2 separate regions of the Macaca mulatta genome follow, and region 1 is linked to region 2. A link is a contact called in public Hi-C data. All regions are on one chromosome and are shown on one strand. The core of a region is the stretch at or near the end of the contact, and the rest is flanking DNA. Distances in the headings are between cores, read along the strand shown.

Region 1 (3,481 bases), core at 126-2,625, 420 kb before region 2:
TCACGGAACACTGATGCCATCGCGAAAGAAGCATTTCGAGCACGACTAACGCTCCCCTTATAATTTGCTAAGCCGCTGCGCTCGGGTCTCGCTACGATTTGCTTTCAGAATAACGAGAAGGTGCAACAAGATCGCTTCCCTGGCGGCGCGTCAACCGCTTGGCCCAGACCCCCCACGCCCGCCCACCGCCCCGTGGGTGCGCACGCGTGTCCGCGCACGCTTCCCCGCCTGGCGAGCGCGAGGCTTCTCTCCGCCGTGCTGCTTTCCAGCCTCTCAGCAAATCACGAACACGGAAGGGAGCCACGGCGGCGACGGGAGGGGCGTCGCGCGTGGTTCCCTCGGCGACAAAGCGGGAGCCCGGCGCGACGGGCGCCCTACCCCGCAGAGGCGGACGCCGCCGCACGCGCCTCAGAAAGCCTCAAACTCCAGTCCTCGGCTCCCCCGCCACACCCCCGCCCCGCAGCCAAGACCCGCGAGGTGGCGGGCCCGACGGCCAGGGCAAGCCCACCAGCCCTCCGCACCGTGGGCGACTGGCCAGCACCCGGCCCTAAACGGGCAGCCCCAGCCCCTAGGCGGCTGCCGCCCCCAGCCCCGCCCACGCCCCACGCAGGCGCGCTCCGGGCCCCTTCCCTCCCCCACCGCGCGCTCGCGGGGCCCGGCGGGGGCGGAGCGACCCTCGGAAGGGGCGTGGCCACGGGGCACGACGCGCGCACGCGCTCTGGAGCCCCATGGCTACGTGTCGGGCCACGTGATGCCCACCCCGAAAGTCCCCCGTGAAGCAACAGGACGTTAAAAAAAATTTCTTTTCTGCGGGGTGGATGAGAGGTTCTGAAAAAACTATAGTAACGGGAGGCGAGGCGGAGGCAGCGCTGGCGCGTCCCGCTGGAATTCCTCCCGCCTGCCGCGCCAGCCCCAACCGCGCCCGAGCCCCGCGCCCCCCCGCGGCCGTCAGCCCCGCAACCCACACCCACCCGCCCCGGGCGCCCCGCACGGCGGCGACCCAGTCCCTGCGCCCAGGCCCGGGGCCGCCGAGCGCCGCCGCCCGTCACGCTCCCGTCGCCCCCGCCGCCCGCCCCGCCAGGGAGGCAGGGAGGAGGGGGCACGGCGCCGGCTGCTGCCCGGGTCGGGGGGCGTCGGGCAGCGGGAGCGCGCCGGCCGGGCCCCGCTAACGGCCGCCCTGCGCGGCCCCGCCCGCCGCCCGCCCCCGGCCCTCCCCGCGCCTTCGCCCCTCCCCCCCCGCCGCTGCTGCCGCCGCCGCTGGCAGCGCCGCCTGAACTGAGGCGAACTCCGCCGCCAAGTGAGTGAGGAGGAGGAGGAGAAGGAGGAGGAGGAAGAGGAGGAGCGCAGTCAGAGCGCGGCGGCAGCGGCAGCGGCAGAGGCGCCGCGGCGGGGACCAGCCCAGAGAGACCCCCCGAGCCCGCGGCACAGGCGGCGGCGGCGCTGAGCGGGCGCGACCAGCCGAGCGAGCGGCGGCCCCGGCTCCTCCTCGTCCGGCGCCAGCGGCCCGCGCCCTGCGCCCGCACTCGGCCAGCCGAGACCCGCCTCCCGCCCGCCCGCCGGCCTCGTGAGGGACGCGCCGAGCCGGGCGGCCGAGAGCGGCGGCGGCTGGGAGCGCGTCGGGCCCGGGCGGAAAGTGCCTGCGGGGGGCGGGCGAGCGCGCGGTGCCGGCCGCCCCGGGGCTCGGCGCGGGAGCCAGAGCGGGAGCCGGCGCGGAGCGGGACGCCGGGTCCCGAGCGGCCCGCGGCCGGGGCTCGCCCCCGCCCCTCCCTCCTCTCCGGCGGCGGCGGCGGCGGCGGGCGGAGTGAGCTGCGGAGCCTGGAATATGGTCGGGGAAATGGAAACGAAGGAGAAGCCGAAGCCCACCCCAGATTACCTGATGCAGCTGATGAACGACAAGAAGCTCATGAGCAGCCTGCCCAACTTCTGCGGGATCTTCAACCACCTCGAGCGGCTGCTGGACGAAGGTGAGCGTCTCCGGGGCCCCGGCCCCGGCCCGATCCCCGCCGGGGCGGCCCCTTTCCCTGCTTGGGATGGTGGGGAGGGCGGGAAGGTCACGGCCGGGCGGGACCGCGCGCCGGGGGGACTGGGAGGCCAGGAGGGCGCACAAAGGAGGCGCCGGGCCGGGCTTGCGGCGGCGGCGGGCGGGCGGGCGGGCCGGCGGGCGGGCCGGGGTGGACCCGCCGGGGCCGGACGCCCCCTGCCCGGCCCGGGACCCCGCGCCGCTGGCGCCCAAGTTTGTGCGCTGCGGAGGGCTGCGGGGCGAACCCTGCGGCCCCTCTGGCTTTGGCGGTCACATTTCCGAGAGGCCAGCGGGGGCTGCGCGGGCTCGGTGGTCCTCGCCAAGCCCTCCCGAGAGCAGGCCCACGCCGCGCCGCCGGCCTGGAGGACGCGCGTGTCCCCGGCGCGGGCCCCGCTCCTCTCCTCGACCTCCTGAGCTTGCTCTGCGCGGACCCCCGCTGCCCCGCGTTCGGGAGCTCTCTCCCTCCCATGAGGACTAAAGCGGGGTTTCGTGCTTGGGGAGTTGGAGCAGCTGGTAAATACTAAGTGGAAGTCAGAGTGGGGCTCGTTAGTTTAAAGAAATTCCATAGGAGACCGAAATTATGCTGGCGTAGCCGACAAGGAGGACGAAGTGACGGCGAAAAGCACTTTTTTCCCTTTTGTTTGGGGAAGCGAGAACTGTTAGGGAGTTGAACTTCACTTTTCGGGGGTGGGGGGGGGGTGGAGTGCGAAATAACGCGATGACAGATCGGAGCGCAGCCTGAGTTAGGAAGAACTTGGGCGGAGGGTTTGCTCCCGGAGACGCAGCCGCCCGAGTTTGTAGGACAGGGAATCGAGACGTTTGGAAAGGGCGAAATAAAATTGAGCCGAAGTTTTCAAAAAGCTTTATGGAGCGCTGTGGGGAGCGAAGAATGACAAGAAGATTAATGTTGACCAACTCTGGAATTTCCTTAAGAAGTTCTCATAGCAGTATCTGGAGTATTAATTTCTAGTAGCTGTGGGTTTCTGTGGACGCCTAGAGACAAAAATAAATGACCACAAAAAAGTGTTTCGAAAATCGACTAGCCAGGAGTTTTTTTTTTTTTTTTTTTTTTTCCTGCTCAGAGGCATCACCGGAGGACTGTGTAAAGGAAACTGAAAACTTTAGGTTGAAGAGATGAGCAATGGAGTTTAGATTTTTCGCAAGAATTTCGAGATTTTAAAAATAGAGTCGGGGAACAGGAGTTTGAAGCTTGGGGAGTTGGAATGTCATTAGAGAACAAAAGGCCGGAAATGTTTCCATGATAAAAAGATGATTAAAGAAAAATCCCTGGAGTTTTATTGTCTTGAAAGTCAAAGAAACAACTTAAAAGTAGAAAATGGTTAGGTGTTACGGCTTTCTCGTCGTTTTGCTTCCATATGTTAAACATACAGCACTCACCAGCATTGAAATGGGCATTTTCCACTGTTGGAACAGCAAATCTGTTAATTTCAAGTTGCTCCA
Region 2 (3,838 bases), core at 813-3,312:
AGGGCTGGGCCAGGCTTCTAGGGAATACCTGGACTGATCGGAAGCAGTGCAGCCCCAGGCGAGGAGGCATTAATTTACACCTGCCAGTACATCAAACAAGTAAAAGACAAGTGTGGGCGACGGTAGGGAGAAACTGGGTCCCTTGCTGCACTGTTGGTGGAAATGTCAGCCATTATGGAAGACAGTGTGGAGGTTCTGCCAAAAAATTAAAAATAGAATTAGCATATGATCCAGCAATCCCACTTATGGGCATTTATACAAAAGAATTGAAATCAGGATCTTGAAGAGATACTAGCACTCCCACATTCACTGCAACACTATTCACAATGGACAAGACGTAGAAACAACCAAAGTGTCCATCAACAATGAATAAATAAAAAAATGGTGCTATCCACATACACGGTGGAATATTATTCAGCCTCAAAAAAGAAGGAAATTCTGCAACATGCGGTAGCTTGGATGAACCTTGAGGATATTACGTGAAGCGAAATAAGCAAGTCACCGAAAGATAAGTCCTGCATGATCCCACTTATACAAGGGATCAAAAATAGTCAAATTCATAGAATCAGAGTGGAATGAGGGTTTCCAGGGCATTGGAGAAGGGGGAACTGGGAGTGAGTAATCAGCGGGTGTAAAGTTTCAGTCCAGCAGGATGAATAAGCTCAAGAGCTCTGCTGTACAACATTGAGAATGCATCTCATAAACTGTTCTCACCACAATAAAATAAATACAAACATAAAATGGTGGGCGCTGTAGCACCGGGGGTCATCATTTAAAACTTGCCACTGCCATTGACCATTGTAATCTCAGGCAGTGACTTAGCCTTCCTAGGCCTCAGTTTCCCCATCTGTAAAGCGATAAGGATGCTCGTATGTCTAGGCAGTTGTGGGAATGAAATGAATGATCACTTTGCCTGGTGCCTGGCATGCAGTAGTGTTTTAGTGTGGCTAAGGCATTTTATCAAGTCCATTTTCTTACGGAGGACAATACTAAAACTTGTTTAAGCATGTGATTGGATGTCTTCTTATCATTTGGATATTTTGAGGAACAGAAGTTCTTCCAACACCATATGGATGAGCTAATGTATGGCTAAAGAGTTTAATGTGCACACAGGTCTATTTTTATGTTCCCTGGCCTCTCTTGGCCAACATTTACATACTTCCCTCCCCACAATTATTTTTTCTTTTTACTTTTTTTGACACAGAGTCTCACTCTGTGCCCAGGCTGGAGTGCAGTGGTGCGATCTCTGCTCACAGCAACCTCTGCCTCCCGGGTTCAAGCAATTCTCCTGCCTCAGCCTCCCGAGTGGCTGGAATTACAGGTGTGTGCCAGCACACCTAGCTAATTTTTGTATTTTTGGTAGAGATGGGATTTCACCATATTGACCAGGCTGGTCTCGACCTGCTGACCTCAGGTGATCTGCCTGCCTCAGCCTCCCAAAGTGCTGGGATTACAGGCGTGAGCCACTGGACCCAGCCCTTCCCCACATTTAAAGTATCATCAGTCTGTAAGTTCTTAAATTGTGTTGGCTGTTAAAAAAGAGAAAAAGATTGAAGAAGAAATGTGCACCAAAGAAAATCTCTGCATGGAGTCTGTCAGGTGAATGGAGGAGGCTAAGGGCTTTTGAATGACATGTCTTGTAGTTGACAGCCCTTAATCTTCGAAGGCTCTTCCATTCCGAGGTGTCCATGGCTTCTTCTTTAGTGACATGATTAAAATTACCTTAAAAGATTTAGGGATCTGCATAGAAATGTCAACTCAGAGCTCTGTATAGATTTACATTAGCTTAGAGGCAGTGAATCCATTAAGAGGTACATTTCTGGTGAAATTAACCAGTGTTTCCCTAATGTGAATTTTCGCCATGGTGTTGTCTCAGAAAAGCATCATTTAACCACCCCTACCTCTAATAGTTGTAGAAGTCCATAGACAGAGCGATATTCATCATCTCTATTATCTGTTTAGCTACAGAGGATTCTTTGCCAAATATGCTAATTAATTAGCTCTGTACTTCCAACTCCAGGGTGATTGTCTCTCATTAGAGGCTGAAGTGGCCCCTGCGTGTGGTTGTTCAGTAGCTCAGTCGGATGCTGCTTTGGGAGGCGATATAAAGAAAAACAACATCAGTATAATTATAAGCCAGAAAAAAAGAGAACAAAACAACTGTCAGAGTCAGATGCTTGTCATGTGATTTTATAAGGCTGGTGTGCCTGTTCTTGAGACTTGGTAAATGGAAGGCTTGAGATGTGGCCTATTATTGAAATAAGAAAATAATACCCTTATGGTCGATACCACTGACACAATCCTGAATGCAGGAGAAAAATAAAAACCAAGCCCTTTAAAATCCATTTGCCATTTTAACTGTATCTCTGCACTTTGCTCTTCGGCAATGCCGTTTTTCAACTCGGTTGTGGGATCTGATTTAGTTTGGAGCTGCTGTCTGTATCATTTTGTTATGGTTAATGCTATGCCAGGGACAAGCGAAGCGTAAAAGGCCATCTTTGTTCTCAGGGCAGCAATGATTTCTATGTCCTTAAGGTTGGAGAAACACAGGGATATTCTTATTTTGTTGGCTGGAACATCAAAAAGAATAAAATAAGCAAGTAGTAGGAACACAATTATACGTGTGGGTTTTTTAAAGAGACAGAGACAGACTGCATGGATACTTCCCCCACCTCCTCTGTTGATGTTTGGCTGCCTCTACAGAAAATCCACATCCTTACAGCTTTGGCCAGCCTGGGTCCCCCGCAGAATGCCAGAGTCCCTTTCTGCCCTGTCCAATCACGCTCGGATACCTGACCAGACATGCGTGCGCAACCCTCACTATCAGGAGAATGTCTGTGTCTGTGACGCTGAGGAACATGAGGAAGCCAGCTCCTCCCAAGAGCATGGTTGGAGCAATGTGAGCTTCCATGCAGCTGAAATCTTTACGGTTTCTGGCGTGTGCAGGGAGCCCAGTGAGGTCAAACCAGCGTCTGTGACCCTCTGCTCCCTCTCCCTTTCCCATCCCCCTGCACTGACATCCACATTTGGCCCAAACCCTTTCCTAATGCTGTAACATAGTTCATTAAGACAGCCTTAATGAGCTGATAATTAGTCTGGTGGGAGGAGGTGAAAAGGGAGGGGGCGGAAATGCCAGGCTCTGAGAAAGTTGAGCCGGCTGGGGCGTCTTAGTGAGCCCTAGAGAGCTTTTTGTCAACAAAATGGATCATGCTTGCAGGCAGTAAAACTTTCAAATGACCTTCATGTCAAAATATTAGGCTGCTATTTTTTGCTGGATGGTGGTTTCATAAACATAAAAAGCACACATATCATTCAGAGTATAGCAAAATTTGTCTCGAATATGTGGAGCTCCCCCTCTTTATTTTTTTCCGAAAGACTAATGTAGCCTCCATGTAGTGGAGAAAAAGACAGAATATCCCAGCCTTACACTTCAGCTGAAATAGATATTTACGGTAGGCTTGTCTGTGCTCCTCAGCCTTTTTTTTTTTTCTTTTAAAGGAAACACTAAACTATATACATGGGTATATAAATAGATACAAGAGAAAGATATAAATCCTACAGAAATTTTGCTTATTTTCATTCAGGAAAATTGCCCACTGAATTTTGCCATTTACAGAAAAGGCAAGGACAATAATATGATACTCCCAGTCAGAAGACAGAGTTATGATGAACTGCTGAAAGTAACTCTTCTTAATGAGAGAAAAAAATCATCAGGACTCTGGATAATATATATTTTTTCTCTGTTGAAATCATTTCTTCTCAAAGTTAAACGTCACAAAGGCAAATAGATGTTTGAATTTTCACTGTCTAAATGACAAGAAATGTAAATGAATACGGT

The links. Hi-C and Micro-C count contacts between places; a contact is called where the count stands out from the background.
Region 1: a Hi-C map of fetal cortex germinal zone shows a contact between it and region 2, with 3 times the contacts expected there. The contact joins the promoter of QKI here to the enhancer-like site in region 2. A contact is called at or near these places in 2 of 14 Hi-C or Micro-C datasets (fetal cortex germinal zone and fetal cortical plate).

The regions. Positions count from the first base shown.
Region 1 is chr4:8,730,760-8,734,240 of T2T-MMU8v2.0, reverse strand. QKI (QKI, KH domain containing RNA binding) reads left to right here and starts at 1,375. Exons shown (of 8, transcript XM_028846996.2): 1 at 1,375-1,964. The coding sequence starts at 1,823.
Region 2 is chr4:8,307,500-8,311,337 of T2T-MMU8v2.0, reverse strand. No RefSeq gene overlaps it. Among named protein-coding and RNA genes, the nearest start is that of QKI, 420 kb to the left of the region's middle. Within about 2 kb of position 2,062, at least 11 of the 40 cell types and tissues checked have an H3K27ac peak or open chromatin away from gene starts, as enhancers often do. A contact at or near this core is called in fetal cortex germinal zone and fetal cortical plate, where this site is marked.